2 separate regions of the Macaca mulatta genome follow, and region 1 is linked to region 2. A link is a contact called in public Hi-C data. All regions are on one chromosome and are shown on one strand. Each heading gives the region's core, a stretch centred on a gene start, on an enhancer-like site or on the middle of the called end of the contact. The rest is flanking DNA. Distances are from core to core; before and after follow the strand shown. Region 1 holds the start of DHRS12 (dehydrogenase/reductase 12). Region 2 holds the start of INTS6 (integrator complex subunit 6).

Evidence for each region. Hi-C and Micro-C count contacts between places; a contact is called where the count stands out from the background.
Region 1: a Hi-C map of CD4 T cells shows a contact between it and region 2, with 7 times the contacts expected there. The contact joins the promoter of DHRS12 here to the promoter of INTS6 in region 2. A contact is called at or near these places in 5 of 14 Hi-C or Micro-C datasets (CD4 T cells, cortical neurons, fetal cortex germinal zone and 2 more).

Annotation. Positions count from the first base shown.
Region 1 is chr17:31,029,628-31,033,549 of T2T-MMU8v2.0, reverse strand. It overlaps DHRS12 (dehydrogenase/reductase 12), which reads left to right and starts at 1,530. Exons shown (of 11, transcript XM_002808146.4): 1 at 1,530-1,661. The coding sequence starts at 1,606.
Region 2 is chr17:30,689,525-30,693,408 of T2T-MMU8v2.0, reverse strand. It overlaps INTS6 (integrator complex subunit 6), which reads left to right and starts at 1,272. Exons shown (of 22, transcript XR_003724325.2): 1 at 1,272-1,894; 2 at 2,262-2,339; 3 at 3,144-3,293. LOC144336145 (a long non-coding RNA gene) reads right to left here and starts at 2,088. Exons shown (of 4, transcript XR_013407650.1): 1 at 1,856-2,088.

The sequences.
Region 1 (3,922 bases), core at 281-2,780, 340 kb before region 2:
CACTGTGTGGCTGTAAGCGTAGGGGAGAAAGGAATGAGAAGAAAACTTGAGGGAAATGAACACTTCTGATCACTTCGTATGAAACTAAGCTCTTTATAATGAATGCCTTTAATCATCACAACCACCCCACGCGGTGCGCATATTCATTCCCATTTTACACATGAAAAAACCAAGACTGAGGGCGTATGCAGCATGCTCAGGTTCACCTGGCTAATGCAGAGAGCTGGGTTTCCAGCCACATTTTTACTTCAAGGGGCCGCTGACACCCTCCAAGAGACGTGGTGGTTCAAAACTATTTCTCATCCCCGCTCTGTGAGCCAAAAGCCTATTTCCTGAGGTGGTCAGAGAGATTCAGAGCAGACTGACACCTTTTCCATCACTGACACAAAGAGGAGTGTATTAAAAACAGTATGTAGCCCTGGGGATCTAAAATTTGGCTTTTTGGAGCCAAATCGGACAGGCATTGAACGTCACACGAGGCTGGGTGGTTTTACAAAACGCCACTTGTTTAAATTTCATCACTCTGTCAGGAATAACAGCAACGTAGTGGAGCCTCAGAGTCCTGTTCAGAGGGGCGAGCTGTTCTGGGGAAATTTATTTCAAAAGTTATTCTGAAGTAAAACTTGCCCACTGCGGGGTGAGGTTGGACAGTGATCCTATATCCTAGGTAATGAGGCTATGAAAGCAGCTAGTCTGTGTTCAGCTTATGTAAGTGGGACCCAGTCTCTGGGCGACTTGGGTAAACCGGTATAGAATTTAACAGGGTGACTAGCAGTGACAGCAGCAGTAAGACCCCCATTTCTAATGTGGCGTTAGGGCTGGAGATTAGATGTGGACAGGGGTGTCTGAGTCCTACATAGCGGGGCTGGAATGGGGCTGGATTACTAGTCTGAGATCTGGGTTCATGCAGCAACCACACTTTTTTACTCACACTGTTCATTTGGGCTTGGGTGGAAGGAGGCTGATGAGGATTTGGGGGAAATCAAGGGGCTCTCCCTGGCACTGCATGAAGTCGCAGAACCAGTGGCAAAAGTTCAGACTTTGGAGACAATTACTTCTCGGGTGGGAGCCCCAGCCCTGCCTCTTGCCTGCGATGTCGCCAATCTGACTGCGCTTGCTGGAGACGGGAAATGTGGCAGGGCACTGCATCCCCCAACACATGTAGGAACTTAGAGAATGCCAGTTATTACAATAACCCTTAACACCAATTCGATGCAGAAGTCTTTTAAATATCGTAAGCCTCGTCGTTTTATTCCACATGGTTTTCTAGGTAACCAAATTCTCGGAGGTGCGTCGCATCCCGGCCATGCCCAGCAGGACGGTGTTCTCTAAACGGCACTGATGCCCGATTTCAACCCCGAGGAGACTGCGGACCTCGACTGTGGCCCCCACGAGGGCCGGTCCGCCCTCACTCCACCCTCTGAGGCTGGGGCGGAGTCGACCGGCCGGCCCCGAGACCCCTCGCCTTCCTTGTGGAGCAAGGTCCCGGAAGCCGCGGCTCTTACATAACCGGGATGATGTAAGGGCGGGCGACTCCCGCGGGGCGGGACCGGGGCGGAGGCCGCGCCGGGAGCGCGGAGGGGCTCGGCGTGCGGCGCGCCCGCCATGTCCCTGTACCGCAGCGTCGTGTGGTTCACCAAGGGGCTGCGCGAGGACACCAAGTAAGGCGGCGCGGCGGGGCGCGGGCCCCGGGCCCCGGGCTGTCACGTGGCCCGCCTCGGCGCGGGCTAGCGGGGTTGGCGGGGACGCGCCCGCGGCTCCTTCGCAGTCTCGCTGGGCCGACTAAGCGAGTCCAGAACGACTGGGGCGCCTGCCCTCTACTGGTCCGCGGCTGGGCGTGGGGCGGTCGCCAGACTCCAGCCCCTCAACGCCCGCAACCGAGACTGGCGCCCGAGGGGCGGGACTGTGGCGCGCCCAGGCCCAGGGCCGTCCCACTGACGTCAGGCGGCCCTGGAGCCAACGAGACTCCTGGGCGTCACCTCGGCGCCCTGCGGGGTGTGCTCCTGGAACTGTCTTCGTAGTGCTGCTGGCGGCGTCAGATAGGGCTGGATCTAAATCGCTAGCCCAGGCTCTGTCCTCGTACCTTTGGGTGTGTTTCCTTTAAGAAGATGCGGCACCTGGACTGCGACCTTTGGCTCCAGCTGGAACTTTCCAGCCTGGGTCTCCAGCCAGTGTGGCTGTGCACCCAGTGTGTGCTTCTGGGGAACAGTGCGTGGTGGTTTTGTCGCCCCGTGATCACGCTCAGTGTGCCCTAGTTGGCTCTCCACCTCATTGTTGTTTTAAGAGGTGACAGGTTCCTGTGACGGAGGACAGATGGAGGTTTTCTCTTGGGATTAGGCTAACCGCTGGTTCTCAACCCTGTCTGCACATCAGAATCACTGGGCGAGAATTAAAAGTACCCAGTTTTCAGCCTCCGTCCCTACAGATTCTGATTCAGTGGGTCTGCACAGGGGCCTGGACTGGCGTTTCACCCAAATCCCCAGGTGATTCTCACCTCTGAGAGGCTTCTCCCGTCACTGGGGCGTTATCAGTTCTCACGGCAACCTGGCCAGCATTCCTAGGGGAGGTAGGAGTTGCAGCTCCCTTCTCTTCACCCCACATCGTTTTGGGGAAAGTTCAGCTCTGCCTCAGGAGCCCCTGCTGCAGAGAATGGTGGGGAGTGTAGCCGTGCGCCCTGTCCCACTGTTTTTAGGGGAGTACAGTGGCAGCCTCTTTCTTTCAAAGGGGTGTCCTCTGGCAATGACCATTAATTGCTGGATCTTTCCACATTATACAGCATGAAAGCTTGCGTCAGTTTCCAAGCCGGGGTGGGCCCCAAGGAAAGCAGGCTGTAAAAATCTCTCTGAGGACTCTTTCTCTCTGTTTCCCCGCCTTGAGGGAAGGTAGAAGTGAGGCCAAGGGGCCCAATTCACCACACATTGGTGGGGGAAGGGAGGGGAGGGGAAGGCAGCTGGCAAAGTTAGATGGGTTTTCCTGTTCTTGTAGATTTAGTGAATGGGACAGAAAAACAACAACCTTATTTTGACTTCAGTGTGAGAGCGCGGAGTCAGAGTTTACAGCGTTTCTCTTGGCACAAGGATTTTTATAAAGCCTCCCTTTATTGGGCTCCTAGGCAGGAGGATCTAATCACTGTTTCCTCGACTTTGCTGAACCTAATAATTCCCTGGGGCAGTTTTAAACAGACTTCTAAACCCTGGGCAAGTGTGGATGGGTCCTAAGCAAATTCCATATTTGGGTAAATTGAGGGTGTGGGGAGACACAGATACCTGCCAGCTTCCCCCTCCCCATCCCTGTCACCTCAGGTTCAGGAAACAGTAAGTACAAATGCCCTCTCAGCTTGAATCAAAATCATGGGCAAGGCACATGAAACCGCAGGTTGCCAAGCAAGCAGTTTTGAGTCAGTAGGCAGGGCATTTCCAACAGGTTTCCAGGTGATGCTGATGCAGCTTGTCTGGGGACTGCCCTTTGGCACCGAGGCTGGGTGTTGAAGAATGGAACACCCAGCCTTTGGCTTCATCACCTACCTTCTGGTGACTTTGGGAAAGTCATGTATGTGTGTGTTTGAAAAAGAGAGACTGATATCTAGAGTTTGTGAAAATAAACTGCTTCCCCAGTAAGGGGCAGAGTACATAAAAGACAAGTCTTTTTAACAACAGATCAGACCAGGATGGAATTCTTGTATTAAGACAAGATCCAAGGCAGAGGACAGAGGGCGGGGACATGTCCTGCAGGCCAGGCTGATACTGCCCGCCTGGCAGTACTCCCAGGATGGAGTTTGAGGAAGAGGTTTAACCCAGAGGAGCCACGCTCAGCAAACATTCGGATCAACGTGGAGCCCAGAGGCTAATGGCCCCTCTGGCTGGGTATCACAGAGAAAAGCCTGTCAGCTTCCTGCCCCTGGAGAAGGGCTCTTCAGGCCTAT
Region 2 (3,884 bases), core at 23-2,522:
AAATACCTACCTAGTCTTACAAGTGCTGTCTCTAACTCAGCTTGTATTTAAGGCAGTTTCTTCAGTTTTTCAACTAATGTGTTTGAGAAAACTGTTTTCCTCGGACATGCAGGCGTGGACTCCTTACTTCAGGTAAGGTGACAGCAGCTTGACAGAGAATGCCTTCCCTCCCACGGCATTTGGGACGAGACTGAAGGAAAGACACAGGCGGGGTTACGGGAAACCCATGCTCTGCGCCATCTGGACAAGCTGAAGTCAGTGTTTCCGCTTTCACACGAGGTAATGGATTATGATGGGCTCAGGTCCCCTTTAGCTCTGAAACAGGTATTCTATGGCTCTAGGTAAACACGGCATGAGACAGGTATTTCTCTGGTAGGATCAGTTGTATTTCCCAGAGAATAAAACGGGCAACAAACCATTTATCGATATGTGAATGGTCCCCTAGGCCCTATTTGGGGCTGGATAAAGAAAAAGAAGGTTTGCTTCCTTTTTGGCGGGTCCTCCAACGACAGAGTTCATGGCCCGCTGCGCGTCCAACTTCCACCTCTCGTCGCTCACCGGAGGACGAGCGAGGCTCTGGGCGAGGACAGCCCCTCAACCGCACTCCCCAGAGGGAGCGCTGTGACTCGCGGAGATTAGTCCCCGGTCATAAACAACCTCTCACTTCCCCTCCCCCGCGCCCGCCCGCGCCGGGGCGGCCCTACGAGGCCCAGGAACCTCCTCCAGCGCCCGCGAGGCCCCGAGTCCTCCTCGGAAGGGCGGCTGCGGACCTGTCCTCTTCTCCTAACCAGGTGTTTGTCCACTTTACTCAGCCCTTCTTACTCGTCCACAATACAGCCACCTCAGAGGGGGCGCTGACGCCAGCCCCTTTTTTCCTTCTGTCGACCCCAATCACCTCCAACAGCCAGAGGCCGGCGGCCCTGACGCGCAGGCTCACCGCCGCGGCCGGCGCGCGCGCGGACGCGTCCCCCGCCCCCACCTCGCGGATCTTCCGCGGTTCGGCCCCGCCCCTTCCCGAAGCCCGCCTCCGGGTCGGCCCGCCCGCCCGCTCGCGCGCACCCGACGCCCCGCCTCCGCGCGTGCTCAATAACTGTCCCCGGAGCCGGCCTGCAAGCTTCCCCCGCCCCTGAGCTGTTTAAATATGCTAATGAGAGGGCAGGGACTAGCCAATAGAACGGCGAGGCGATGTATCACGTGGCTCGGGGACGTGTCAGGGGCGGAGCCTCCGCAGCCCCTGCCCGAGTTAAAATCGGAGTGTGAGAGAGAAAAGCGCTTCAGTAGCGAGAGGGGCTGAGAAAGTGGTGACACTGCCGGGGTGCGGAGGGAGTCCCTGAAACTTCTCCCAACAGCCCCAGGGCCAATCTCCCCTCAGCCCACTCCCCTCTTCGCCAGCTCCCAGGTCCCCACTCCCTGTACCGGGGGTGGGGTGGGGAGCCAGGCCCGTCTCCCGCTGGGACACACACAGGGGCCGGGAGCGGGGACGGGACCCCCGAGGCGGGGGGGACGGACCGACAGACAGACGGCTGGGCGCCCGCCCCAGCGGGCAGGCAGGCAGGAGGAGGCGGAGGCGGGGGTACGACGGGGAGGACTGGGTCTGGGGAGTTTCCTCTCAACTATCGGGGGAGAAACTCCCCGCAGCCGGAGGAAAGACCCAGACGGTGTTTTCCTCCCGGGGGCCGCGCACCCCCGCCCCGCGTAGCGGCGGTCGCCGCCACCGGCGCCTCCACCTCTACCATCTCCTCTTTCTCCACCACCTCGGGCCCCGGTGTCCCTGGCCAGCACTATGCCCATCTTACTGTTCCTGATAGACACGTCTGCCTCTATGAACCAGCGCAGCCATCTGGGCACCACCTACCTGGACACGGCCAAAGGCGCGGTAGAGACCTTCATGAAGGTACCGACTGACCGAGTCCGGGCGGCGACCCCGGCCCGGCGGCCCGCGGGAGGCAGGGTGGGGGAGGGCAGCCAGGGCGGGGGTGTCGGGGACCTGACTGCGGGAGCTGCCGGGCTCGGGGACCCCCTCCCCCACCGCGCGGGCGGGCGGGCGGGCGGGCGCTGCGAGCCGGGCTCGGCCGGGGCCCGGATTCCGGCCCCGGGCGGTGTGTGGGGAGCGATCTGTGTGTTGGGGGCGGCGTGGAGGGGTGGCCGCTGCGTGTGCGGTACTGTGGGGGCGGCGGGGCAGCTGGGCGCCCCTTCTCCGCCTCGTAACCTCGCCTCTGTGCTTCCCTCTCGCCCGCCCTGTTCCTCTTCCCGTCCCGCAGCTCCGTGCCCGGGACCCTGCCAGCAGAGGAGACAGGTATATGCTGGTCACTTTCGAAGAGCCGCCCTATGCTATCAAGGTAACAGCCCTCGCCCTCCCCCTTTCCTCTCTTCCCTTCCCTGTTCCTTCCTCGCTCGCCCTCCCCGCCCCCCCATTCACCCTTCATTATGCTCCCCTCCCCCACCCGCTGCGCTCCCAGCCGCTGAGGTCTCTTCCCTGCGGGCTCCCACCCCCTCCCCCGCTCGGCAGCGTCCTAGCGCGGCGCGGAGTCGCGGGGCCACCGCCGTCCCCTCCCGGCCCGGCCCGGCCCGGCGGCTGCGGCGGCGGCGGCGGCGCTGCGATCAACATGGCCGACATTTCCCCTCCGCGGCGTGAGCGGCAGCAATGAACTGTGGGGGATATTTATTCAAGTTAGCCGGAGTGACAGCCGGGCCCGGCCGCGCACAGCCCCGGTTTGCATTAAAGGGGAATCGGTCCGGCCGGCACGGGAGCCAAATACGGGGCTGCCAGGATTGGTCTTGTCAAATTCGTCCTAAGAGGGCCGGTGGGACAGCTGCAGGTTAACTTCCTAAGTCTGGCTCCCGTCTGCTTCCACTAGTACGTTCACATATCCACATTTTGGGTATTAGATTAGGTAGTAAATTTGTCAGTGAAGTTATAAAGTATTAAGGTTGTTAACTACCAAAACCTAGAGAGGAAGCAGGTTTATTCCTGGGCCACCTTTGGAGGAGAGTTTCCTCAGCAGTGGTACAGTATTAACACGTTAACCAAGCCAAACCAACCAAAAGTGAAGCTGCTACTTGGTGACTGTCAGATTATAACCGCTGTGTGTACATGGCTTTAAAAAATGAAAAAAAAAAAAATCTTACATTTTTCTTTTCAGGCTGGATGGAAAGAAAACCATGCAACGTTTATGAATGAACTGAAAAACCTTCAGGCTGAAGGACTTACGACTCTTGGCCAATCCCTAAGGACAGCTTTTGATTTATTAAATTTAAATAGATTAGTAACTGGCATAGACAACTATGGGCAGGTAGGTTGAATAATAAGGTGGCAAAATAGTTGATTTTTCATTTTGTGGAAACACAGTCCAATCCAAAAACTACATAACATGAAATGCACGTATAAAACATTCCAGATTAAAATAGAATATGCACATTGTTCAAAGGCAAAACTCTTACCCTACTATATATATTTTATGTCCCTCATTTTTTCCCCTTTTAAAATACATTTGTATTCAGGATTAGAATCTGAATCTTTTGCTAAAAATTTGACATACATTGATTTTAATCCCTTGAAAGTTCACTAAAGACCTAAAAGGGAAAGCGTCCTATCTCACCACACTCAAGTTGTGTGTGCAACTATTGTAGTGACTTACAGACACTAGTTAGTGGTCTTCATTTCTATATTAGTAAAGATGTTAGAGGAAATTAATCTGTTTGTTGCATCAGGGTTTAATGTGATCATGCTGTATAACTATTCTGAAAGGTAAGAAGATTTTCACTGGAATACAGTCACTGGCTGAGAACATTAAGTTTTCTCCTTTTGAAGCATACACAGTTAACTATTGCAGGAAGAATTCTGAATTAAATTTCAGGCCTAGAGTTTTAATTTAAACTCCAAA